Linked DNA regions of Mus musculus: region 2 is linked to region 1. The links are chromatin contacts, called in public Hi-C maps. All regions are on one chromosome and are shown on one strand. Each heading gives the region's core, a stretch centred on a gene start, on an enhancer-like site or on the middle of the called end of the contact. The rest is flanking DNA. Distances are from core to core; before and after follow the strand shown. Region 1 holds the start of Tysnd1 (trypsin domain containing 1). Region 2 overlaps Aifm2 (apoptosis-inducing factor, mitochondrion-associated 2).

Region 1 (4,815 bases), core at 899-3,398:
AATTCTTACTTATAGGGAAGGACATTTAAAGAGAATGTGAGTCTTGAATTGCTACCAGGATAAAAGACCAAGTAAAAAAGGCTGAGCACTAGTAGCAAATGCAGTACTGTTTGATCATGAAGTGGCCCAAGGTTGTTGGTCATCTTTGCAACAGTGCTAAGGACTGTGCTTGCACGTACTAGCTACACGTTCAGAGCCACACTTGGCGAAACAGAAGTCTGATTCCACATTTACATTACAGTTGCTTATAGAAAGCACCAGAAGACAGAACAAAATCCGAAACAAAACATGCTGGATGTGTCCTGAGATCACCTTTACAGGGGAAGGAGACTGGTTCTGTGGGCAAAGGGTATATTTGCCAGGGACAGAGAGAGACCTGAGAGTCAGAGTTCTGAGGGCCTTAACACAAGGTGCTGCTGGCTGACTTGGGCCGTCTGTACTGTGATCAGCCCTAAACCACCTTAATCAGGAACAGAGGGCGCTGGAGACTTGAAGGGCATCAAGGGGGAATTAATGGATTCTAGAGAGTCTTAATTGCTAGGAAGTTGGGGAAAGTAGATCTTGTCATCTGTGTCTGCAAACCCAGGACTGCCTGCTCTGAGAATGCGCTTCATTCCAGTTCTGTCTGCCTCAACCGCTGTTTGCCCTTATTAGGTAGGTTTGTGACACAGGAGCACTGGAAGCATTAGGTGTGAGGCTGGGAAAGCAGCAGCAGTGTTAACTCCATTCCCAGAAGTCTCACTGAACATTAATACATCCTCTAATCCCAGCACTCTAGAGGCAGAGGCAGGCCGATTTCTGAGCCAGCCTGGTCTAGAGTGATTTCCAGGACTGCCAGGGCTACACAGAGAAACCCTGTCTCGAAAAACCAAGCCAAACCAAACCAAAAACCATTAATATACTTTAGAGAGATTCATGAAGTCTCTCCAAACATACCTGTTCATGCCCACCTGTCCTTGGAAAGTGAGGAACTTTTTAATACTATATTTTATGTGTACGTGTTTGCCTGCCTGAGTCATGAGTTCAGGGGACAGCAGATGCCAGACGAGAGTATTGAATATCCTGGAATTATAATTACAAGCAACTGTAAGGTACCATGTGGGTGCTGGGAACCAAACTAAGGTCCATGCTTAGAGCTGTAAGTGCTTAGAGCTCTTAAGTGCTGAGCCCTCCTCTCCAGTCTTGATTTTTACACTTGTAAATGGTGGAGGAGATGAGCTGTTATGAAATTCGAATTACGAGACTGGGTTATATGCTGAATATTTGGAAGTGATGATTTTATAGCCCACAAAACCTGAACTAGTTCAGTCTGTACTTTCAAAGTATTTGCCCTGACCTAACATAAATCCGGAGTGGTGGTTAGACATGTCGTGTGAAAGGTTGTATAATACATGGTTAAATAACCCATGGGTAAAGTAAAACTGTAATCCCTGGACTCTAGGGAGGATGTAGGCAGAAGAACTGCCGAAGTTCGATGCCAGTGTGGGCCAAAAAGTGGCACCCTGTGCCACTTTCAAAACAATTTATGTATTTAGGAATTTTAGTAACTGTCCTAGGAGCAATTTTGTGAGTCGCATGCCCCCTAGTGGATTGTTGTAGGATTTACAAAATTTTTTAAGTAGATCGGGGTTTGGTGGCTTGGGAGGTAGAAACTGGTAGATCCCGAGTTCGAGGCCATCCTAGTCTGCAGCTCGAGTTCCTGCACCAAGCAGAGAAACCCTATCTCGAAAATCCAGAATAAACACATGTATGTATGAATGTACGTACTGAATCAACCAAGGGTTCCCTTGGCCCATATTGTTCCACTGTCAAGAGACGGAGGTTGCTTACATCCGTGCAGTGGCTGTAGGGTACAGTTAGATGCCGGTCAAGTACGAGATTCGACTGGGGAGTGTCGCCCTTGTCGGTTTCCCTGTGACGCTTCACGTCTGTGTCTCAGGAGGTTTCTTTTCACCTCTTCCCCCGCCCCTCCACCCCGCCACCCCAAACCCAAGGATTCCTAGGCTGGCTAAATTAAGAGGGCGGGGAAAGGAGGATTAGCAAACGAGGAGTAGCATCAATAGCCAATCAGGACTCGGCGCTGTGCCCAACCAATAAGAGCGGTCGCTTGAGGTTTAGCCAATCGGGCTCGGCAAGGAGGCCTGAGTCAGAGTTTGCGCCAGTCGCCCTGTGGTGACAGCCGTTGTGCGACGTCTTGGGGAAGCCATGGGGCGGCAATGGGGACCCTCTATGAGAGTGGCGGAGCAGGCGGGCTGCGTGGTGAGCGCCTCGCGGGCCGGACAGCCTGACGCGGGCTCGTGGAGCTGCAGCGGGGTGATTCTGAGCCGTAACCCAGGCCTAGTGCTGTGCCACGGAGGCATCTTTACCCCCTTCCTGCGGACGGGCAGCGCGGCGCTGACCCAGACGGGCACCGCCTTCCTGCCGGGCGACAGTTGCAGCGATGACCTACGTCTCCACGTGCAGTGGGGACCCACGGCTGCCAGCCCTGCCGGTCGCGCGGATCAGGAACTCCCGGGGCTGTGCACGCCTCAGTGCGCAAGCCTGGGCCTCGAACCCGGCGCCCCGAGCCGGGCCCGCGCGCGGCCTCTGCAGCCCCCGCGACCAGCGCAGCTGCTGTTGCTGCTCAGCTGCCCGGCCTTCCGCTCGCATTTCGCTCGGCTCTTCGGGGCCGATGCGGTCGATCAATGGCACTTCGTAAGCTCGGCGCCCGACGATGCGGTTTCGGAGGAGGAAGAGGAGGACCAGCTGCGCGCGCTCGGCTGGTTCGCCCTGCTGCGGGTGCAGCGGGGCGCGGCGGCGGAGGAGAGGCGCGGACCGGTGGTGACCGTGGCACCGCTCGGGGCCGTGGTCAAGGGCGCACCGCTGTTGGCTTGTGGCTCTCCGTTCGGTGCCTTCTGCCCGGACATCTTCCTCAACACGCTGAGCCGCGGCGTGCTCAGCAACGCGGCCGGGCCGCTGCTGCTCACCGACGCGCGCTGCCTGCCGGGCACGGAAGGCGGCGGAGTGTTCGCCGCTCGACCTGCGGGTGCGCTGGTGGCTCTGGTGGCCGCGCCGCTCTGCTGGAAGGCCCGCGAGTGGGTGGGCCTCACGCTGCTGTGCGCCGCCGCCCCGCTGCTTCAGGTTGCCCGCTGGGCGCTCGCCCGTCTGCACCCCGGCTCCGCTTCCCTGTCTGTGCTGCTGCCGCCACCCGATGTGAGCACGCCACGGGGCCTGCCTCTGCGCGATCTCGGACCCCCGTGGGCGGCCGCGGCGGTGCTGGTGGAGTGTGGTACCGTGTGGGGCTCCGGAGTGGTCGTGGCGCCTCGCCTGGTGGTCACCTGTCGCCATGTGGCACCCCGGGAAGCAGCCAGGGTGTTGGTACACTCCGCTACACCCAAGTAAGACTCAGGACTGCCCGCCCTCACCAGGCCCCCAGTGTTAGAGACCTCAGTTCATATTTGACAACCAGGACTCCAGTGAGGGGATCTGGGCCTCTTGATAGGGCCCAGCGAAGCTTGAGCAAACTGCCAGGCACAAGCGACTCTTAGCGCGGGGACCCGTGGGACTATGGGCAGCAGCAGGTAGGACTGGGTGACTTTGAGCCCTTTAGCTAGCATGAAACTCTTTGGGCAGCTTTTCTGTCTCTTGGCTTTGCAGTTTAGGCCCTGTGAAAGCCCTTTGACCATAGAAGGCTGACCCTAAGAACTTCAACCCTGTAAGTGATAAACGAAAGCCCTGAGGTAATGATTGATGTGGCATACCTAGTGAGGGCTCCCTTAGAGCCTCACCAGGACTGCCTTGCCACCTGAAGATGAAGCAAGGTTGTCCTAATGAGAGCATAGGGCTTGGACCCATGCGGATGGATGTGAGTGACCCCAGAGTGTAGGTAGGAAAGGAACTTTAGACAGTCAACTTACTTCCTCTGTGGAGAGACACCTTTGCTCTCCTTTTTTTGCCCTGGCAGTAGGCCAGTGGCCCTGGCTTTCTGGCATGGTTGTCTATGGTTCTGTGTCCTCTGTAGCCCCAGATACTTAACTTAGGACCTTGGCTTTATTTAAGCTTGTCCCTTGCCTGTCAGCCCAGGCCTTTCTGAACTTCTGAGGTTAGCCCTGTATGCCAGTGAAGCTCAGCTCTGCCAGGGCCCCCATGGGCAGGCAACTGAACATCTATAGTTTCCTAGAGACAAGGAGGATTGCCTATGGTGTGCCCCCAACTTCTCCCTCTCCCTTCGATGGCTGATCTTAAGGACATCACTAGGTTTTTCTGGAGGCAGCTCCCCTGCAGAGTAGGTAGTCGGGTGCCCCCGTGTCTGGTCCACATAGTGAGTTCCTGGACAGCTAGGGCTATGGAGAGGGACCCTGTCTCCAAAAAGAAGCCTCTTCCCCTCGTGCCTGCCCAGGAGTCCAGAGTTGTGTTAGGCTTGGCCTGGCTCCTCACTGTTTGCTCTGTGACCTTTAGGAAGGTTGCTTGGCCTCTCTGAGCCTCAGCTGCACCATCTAAAGGGGATACTCCCAGGGCCTTGGTTGTAGTTTAAGGGGAAGAATTGAGACTGTCCAAGCATCAGCAAGGCCTGGTCACAGCACTCACCTGGTTATGGTCAGGCATACACAGCTTTGTATAGATGTGTGATGTGTTGGGAAAGCACATCTGGTTAAGTGTAGATTTCAAGGTTGATACCTGTACCTGTATTCTGACTTCAGTCCATAGCACACTCATTCATTCTCTCTCCCTCTCTCTCCCTTTCTCCCTCCCTCCCTCCCTCCCTCTCAAAATAAGACACTCTCAATATGCCCAGAGCTCACAGAGGTCTGCCTGCCTCTGCCTCCCAAGTGTTAG
Region 2 (4,815 bases), core at 1,282-3,781, 41 kb after region 1:
GAGTATCGGGAGTACATCAAGGTGGAGACAGACAAGGGCACGGAGGTGGCCACCAACATGGTGATTGTGTGCAATGGGATCAAGATCAACAGCTCTGCCTACCGCAGTGCATTTGGTGAGTGAGTGGCCCAGAGGTTGTTGCTCCCTAAGCTGCCCTGGCATTTGCAGACACACCATAGTCCTTGCCACCTGAACCAGCACTCCGTGTCTCCTCCTTTTATCCCAGAAGTTCATTAGACCTTGAACTTTAAATTCAGGTGAGCCAAGCCCAGCTGTTCCTCCCCCCTTCTCTCACCCACACCCCCCTTGGAGGCCAGAATCCTCCCCTTCCAGGTGAGTGCTTCCCCCTAGTGGCGAGAGATAGGAACAGGCTTCAGAGAGGTGAGAATGGCCTCTTTTCTTGATGCTTTCATTGAGGAAGCCCAGGAAGTCCCAGGTCAGGCTTTTCTCCATCCACAGGTACGCTGCTCTCTCCAAATCCAGATCCAAGCATCGGGCCACTTCATTCTGAACCTCCCTTTGGGGGAGTCGGAACCTTAATATGGCCTCATCTCTCAAAGTTCAGTAGTTAGACAGTGGACCGATGCATGTTTAAGCATCTACATAGGAGAGTAAGACTCAGGGGCCAAGCTCCATGGTTACTCTGCATCTCCAGGTACCTGTCATTTTTCCACTGTCGAGCATCCTTCCCTGACCAGTCTCAGCCAGATCCAACAGGAAGTTAGTTTTCAATCCAGAAGGAAGCCAGTCCACAGGGGTAGTGGGCAGAAATCCCAGGGTTTAATGTCTCATTATCCTAATGTATTTCCAAAGATAAGTTCTTTTCAACCCCTATAAGGGAAGCTGTTTGTCGTTTAGAAAAGGCCTGTGTGTATTCTGAAATTCCCATGGATGTTCCAAAGACAGTTAGAGACTTGGGAAGCCGGGGGACTTGTAGTGAGCTCCCTGGCTTTCCAGTGATCTGCCTCTGTTCTTGTGGGTTAGGCTTGCTTCGGCAGGCAGGGTCTTGGGTGGGGACTTCAGGCTGGATGACGGCAGGTGGGGGTGCCATTTCTTAGCACATACCTCCAAAGTGACTGAACCCACACCCTGTACTCATGCAATTCCGGAGGCGACTTAACGTGGTGTCATCTTGCCCAGCAGAGAGTAGGCTGGCTAGCAATGGTGCTCTGAAAGTGAACGAGTTCCTCCAGGTGGAAGGTTACAGCAATATTTATGCCATTGGTGACTGTGCCGATACCAAGGAGCCCAAGATGGCCTACCACGCTGGCCTGCATGCCAATGTTGCCGTGGCCAACATCGTCAACTCCATGAAGCAGAGGCCACTCAAAGCTTACAAGCCAGGTGAGGAAAGCCTGTTTATGTTTGTTGGTTTGGGATTAGACATGCGAAAGGCTTTGGGGCCTTACTCTCCTAGTAGATGCTTAAACATGCATCAGTCCACTAGCTTAACTACCCAACTTTAAGAGATGAGGCCTGGGCTGGAGGGATATCTCAGCAGTTAAGAGCACTCTTCCAAATGTCCTGAGTTCAATTCCCAGGAACCACATGGTGGCTCACAGCCATCTATAATGGGATCTGATGCCTTCTTCTAAGAACAGCTATAGTGTACTCACATAAATATAACAAATCTTTTAAAAAAATAAAAAAAAGAGAGATGAGGCCATATTAAGGTCCCGACTGCCCCAAGGGAGGGTCAGAACGAAGTGGCCCAGTGCTATAACATGAATTACCACCAGACTGCAGGTCTCCGCACAAAGCCTCTTTAAAACCAAACATGCTTTTGGCTGTAGCTCCCTGGTAGAATTCTTGCCTGGCACACTGAAGCCCCGGGTTTCACTGACAGTATTGCTAACAAAAGAGGCTGGGGGAGATGGCTCAGTCAGTAAAGTACTTAAAAAGCAGGGGCCTAGTTTGATGCCTAGAACACGTGTTAAGAAAAAGACAAAAAACTGGGCCTTGTGGTCAGGAAACAAAAAAAAATCCAGCTTTAAAAAAAAATGTGAATGTCACCTGAAGAATGATAGCCCAGGTTGTCTCCTGATCTGCACCACACAAGCACACACACCAAACATCTGATTTGCTTTCTTAAAGGGTATGCATGGTTGGTGTACACACACACACACACACACACACACACACACACACACACACACGACTTGCTTTCCTAAAAGGTATTATGCATGGCTGCCTGCTGGAGTCTCAAACATCAGGCCTGCATCCCTCAAGCACTCAAGCATCGTCTTGCTGTGTGTGTCTGCCTCCCAGGTGCGCTGACATTCCTCCTGTCCATGGGCAGAAATGATGGCGTGGGTCAGATCAGTGGCTTCTACGTAGGCCGCCTCATGGTGCGGCTGGCCAAGAGCAGGGACCTTCTCATCTCCACAAGCTGGAAAACCATGCGGCAGTCTCCACCGTGACAGGGAGGCTGCGTGGGAGTCGAGGTACCGCTCGGAGGGGTGACAGACTGCTTGACAAAGGACACCCTTCTGACAGGTGCCAAGGGCGGAGCTCTTTGTCTGGATCGTGGTGTCAGTCATGTGCTGGCTGGAAATACATTTTGAGTAAAGCCAGAAATGAGAGACAGAGAGTAAAGGGTGGGGGGAGGCATTAAAAAAAGAACAATTAGCCTAGAAGATTCGTTCCGGGTTTGGAAGGTCTGCCTGCAGCTGTGCTAGCTAAAGGGTGTTGGGGAGGCAGAGGGAGCTCCCCTACTGCAGGCTTCTGTCTGTGTGTGCACATGAAAGCATCAGGCTTTGGGAGAACTGTTCAGAGCTCTTGTTGGGCAGAGCTGGGCTCCTCTAGTTGGCTCCTCATCTGTAGTATAGTAAAGAGAGCCCACAGCACGAGACCAAGGAGGGGTGCTGGGGTGGGGGAGCCTGTATATCTTACAGCAAGTACGTTATTAACTGAGGCCTTTTGTTACTCTATGATTAGCACCCCCCCTTCCTCTCTCTCTCCTTCCCTCCTAACAACACTCACACAGCATGAGTGCAGAATCTCTCTCTGCCCCCCACCATGTCTACCTACATTATTCAGATTGGCCTAGAACTCCTGAGTTCAGGTAATGCTCCTGTCTCAGTCTTTTCTGGTACCTTGGGCCCATCTTTAACCTTCATGAGCCTTTATCTCCATATCCGGCTTGCCTGTGTGTCATAGGTGCATGTACGAAGAGTCAGACAAAATTCCCCTCTAGCTCACCCATCCGTTGCTGAAATCTCTTTGGGAAGGTGGGGGAGATATAAGCCACATCTGCCCCTTCTCCTAAGGTCTCACTGACAAACTGAGGCAGGGTTCTGTCAGACTTTACTCCAAGGAACCAGTGAGTGTCATTAAAGCAGAGTGGTGTATAACAGGTGGTAGGGCGCCACTGGATACACAGATGAGAGTCTCCTGGTCCTTGACACCACTCCACAATCAGATAAAATCAGTCAGCAAGGCCAGCTGGGACAACCCTTTTAAAAGGGGGAACAGCTGAACACCTCCACCCCCCTCTGGGCTGGTGGTTGCTTGCTTCTGAGGACAGTCACTCAAATACTACCCCAACAGGGTGAAGTTTATGTCTAGAGAGGCTGAGCCTGGCTGGGTGCAGGAATCCAGGGATGGAGACCTGTGATTTGGGGAGGGTACTGGCTGCTTGATCGCCAAAGACCAGATGGGCATCTCTGGATGGTACCTAGTGGTTTCCAGGTTACTAACAGGCTGCTGTTAGTGGGTGGGGAGCTGTGCTGCTCATTTCCTGGCCAGCTCCTGTCACTTGGGCCCTCCTGGGTCACCATGTCCGCTATAGATTGCTAAGGTGTATGAAGTATTTGAAGGACTTCTCTATCCAAGTAGGGAGTAGCCACTTGTGCATGGCCTAAGTTCAATGTCTATAGCAGAAGAGACTGGGAGTCCACTCCAGTAGATTTCGGCATGGTTCACCCTCCCCTGCCTCTTCCAGCTTGCTTTGGCCTTGGCCTTTGGTTATAGGTGGCAAGAGTCCTTGAGATACCAGCATCTCTGGTGCTTCCAGCCCATCCCCATTTGGGCTGTGACCAAGGTCTGTTCCAGACTGGAGTTGAGACTTGACTCTCTCTCCCAGAGACTGACCAACCACCGGCAGCTTTGTCCCCGGCTCTGCTGCTGTGGACACCAGCCAGGAAGCTCACCCTCTCTGAGGGAAGGATCAACTACCTGCAGGAAGCCGGCCATGTGAGAACTCTACAGAGCATGGCGGGACTCTTCAGTGACAGGCCTTGTGTTATTTCTTTATAACCGTCTGGATGAATCTGTCTGTGGGGAACGCGGTTGTCCAGAAGGAGGAAAATATCGCAATAAAGGGCTATGTTATAAGAAAGACGCTGGAGCTTTTATTTTTTTCTTCTCATTTTTCTTTTTCTTTAAAAAAACAAAAAAACCGAACAAACAAAAATCCCGAAGCAAAACCCTTTTAGGTGTAGTTACAAATATTTTAGGCGTCAGGGAGGGGACCCTATAACAGAAAAGCACCCCAAGATGTTCTTCTCATCTTCTCCACTGAGGGAGACAGCCAGTATACCTAGGATGGGCAGTCACATCCTTTTCTCTTGGAAAAAGGAGGAACCCAAAGACACAGAAACTGTGAACAGATTTTGTGTGTGTGTGTGTGTGTGAGAGTGTGTAAAAGTCACTGCTATAAATCTAAAGAAGGCCTATTTTTATGTTTGTTTGTCTTGTTTGTTTTTGAAAAAGTTCTAAAACAACAAGAAGAAAAACACATGGAAAGAAAGCCCTGGTGGAGACCTGGTTAACTGTGGAAGAGAGGCCCTTTGTAAAGAGAATATAAAATGCACC

Evidence for each region. A called contact is a pair of places that touch in the nucleus more often than the background predicts.
Region 2: a Hi-C map of cerebral cortex shows a contact between it and region 1, with 2.0 times the contacts expected there. The contact joins the enhancer-like site here to the promoter of Tysnd1 in region 1. A contact is called at or near these places in 9 of 39 promoter capture datasets (the 3T3-L1 cell line, 3T3-L1-derived adipocytes, hippocampal neurons and 4 more), 35 of 484 Hi-C or Micro-C datasets (the C2C12 cell line, the HPC-7 cell line, the N1E-115 cell line and 18 more), 9 of 115 datasets of contacts at active chromatin or transcription factors (bone marrow-derived macrophages, embryonic stem cells, fibro-adipogenic progenitors and 2 more) and 4 of 9 other capture datasets (adipose tissue, embryonic stem cells, liver and 1 more).

The regions. Positions count from the first base shown.
Region 1 is chr10:61,693,366-61,698,180 of GRCm38.p6, forward strand. It overlaps Tysnd1 (trypsin domain containing 1), which reads left to right and starts at 2,149. Exons shown (of 4, transcript NM_027912.1): 1 at 2,149-3,377. The coding sequence starts at 2,206.
Region 2 is chr10:61,734,315-61,739,129 of GRCm38.p6, forward strand. It overlaps Aifm2 (apoptosis-inducing factor, mitochondrion-associated 2), which reads left to right. Exons shown (of 10, transcript NM_001284300.1): 7 at 1-115; 8 at 1,144-1,344; 9 at 2,269-2,444; 10 at 4,085-4,339. The coding sequence ends at 2,420. It overlaps Macroh2a2 (macroH2A.2 histone), which reads right to left. Exons shown (of 9, transcript NM_207000.2): 9 at 4,333-4,815. Among named protein-coding and RNA genes, the nearest start is that of Aifm2, 21 kb to the left of the region's middle. Within about 2 kb of position 2,532, at least 20 of the 459 cell types and tissues checked have an H3K27ac peak or open chromatin away from gene starts, as enhancers often do. A contact at or near this core is called in cerebral cortex and hippocampal neurons, where this site is marked.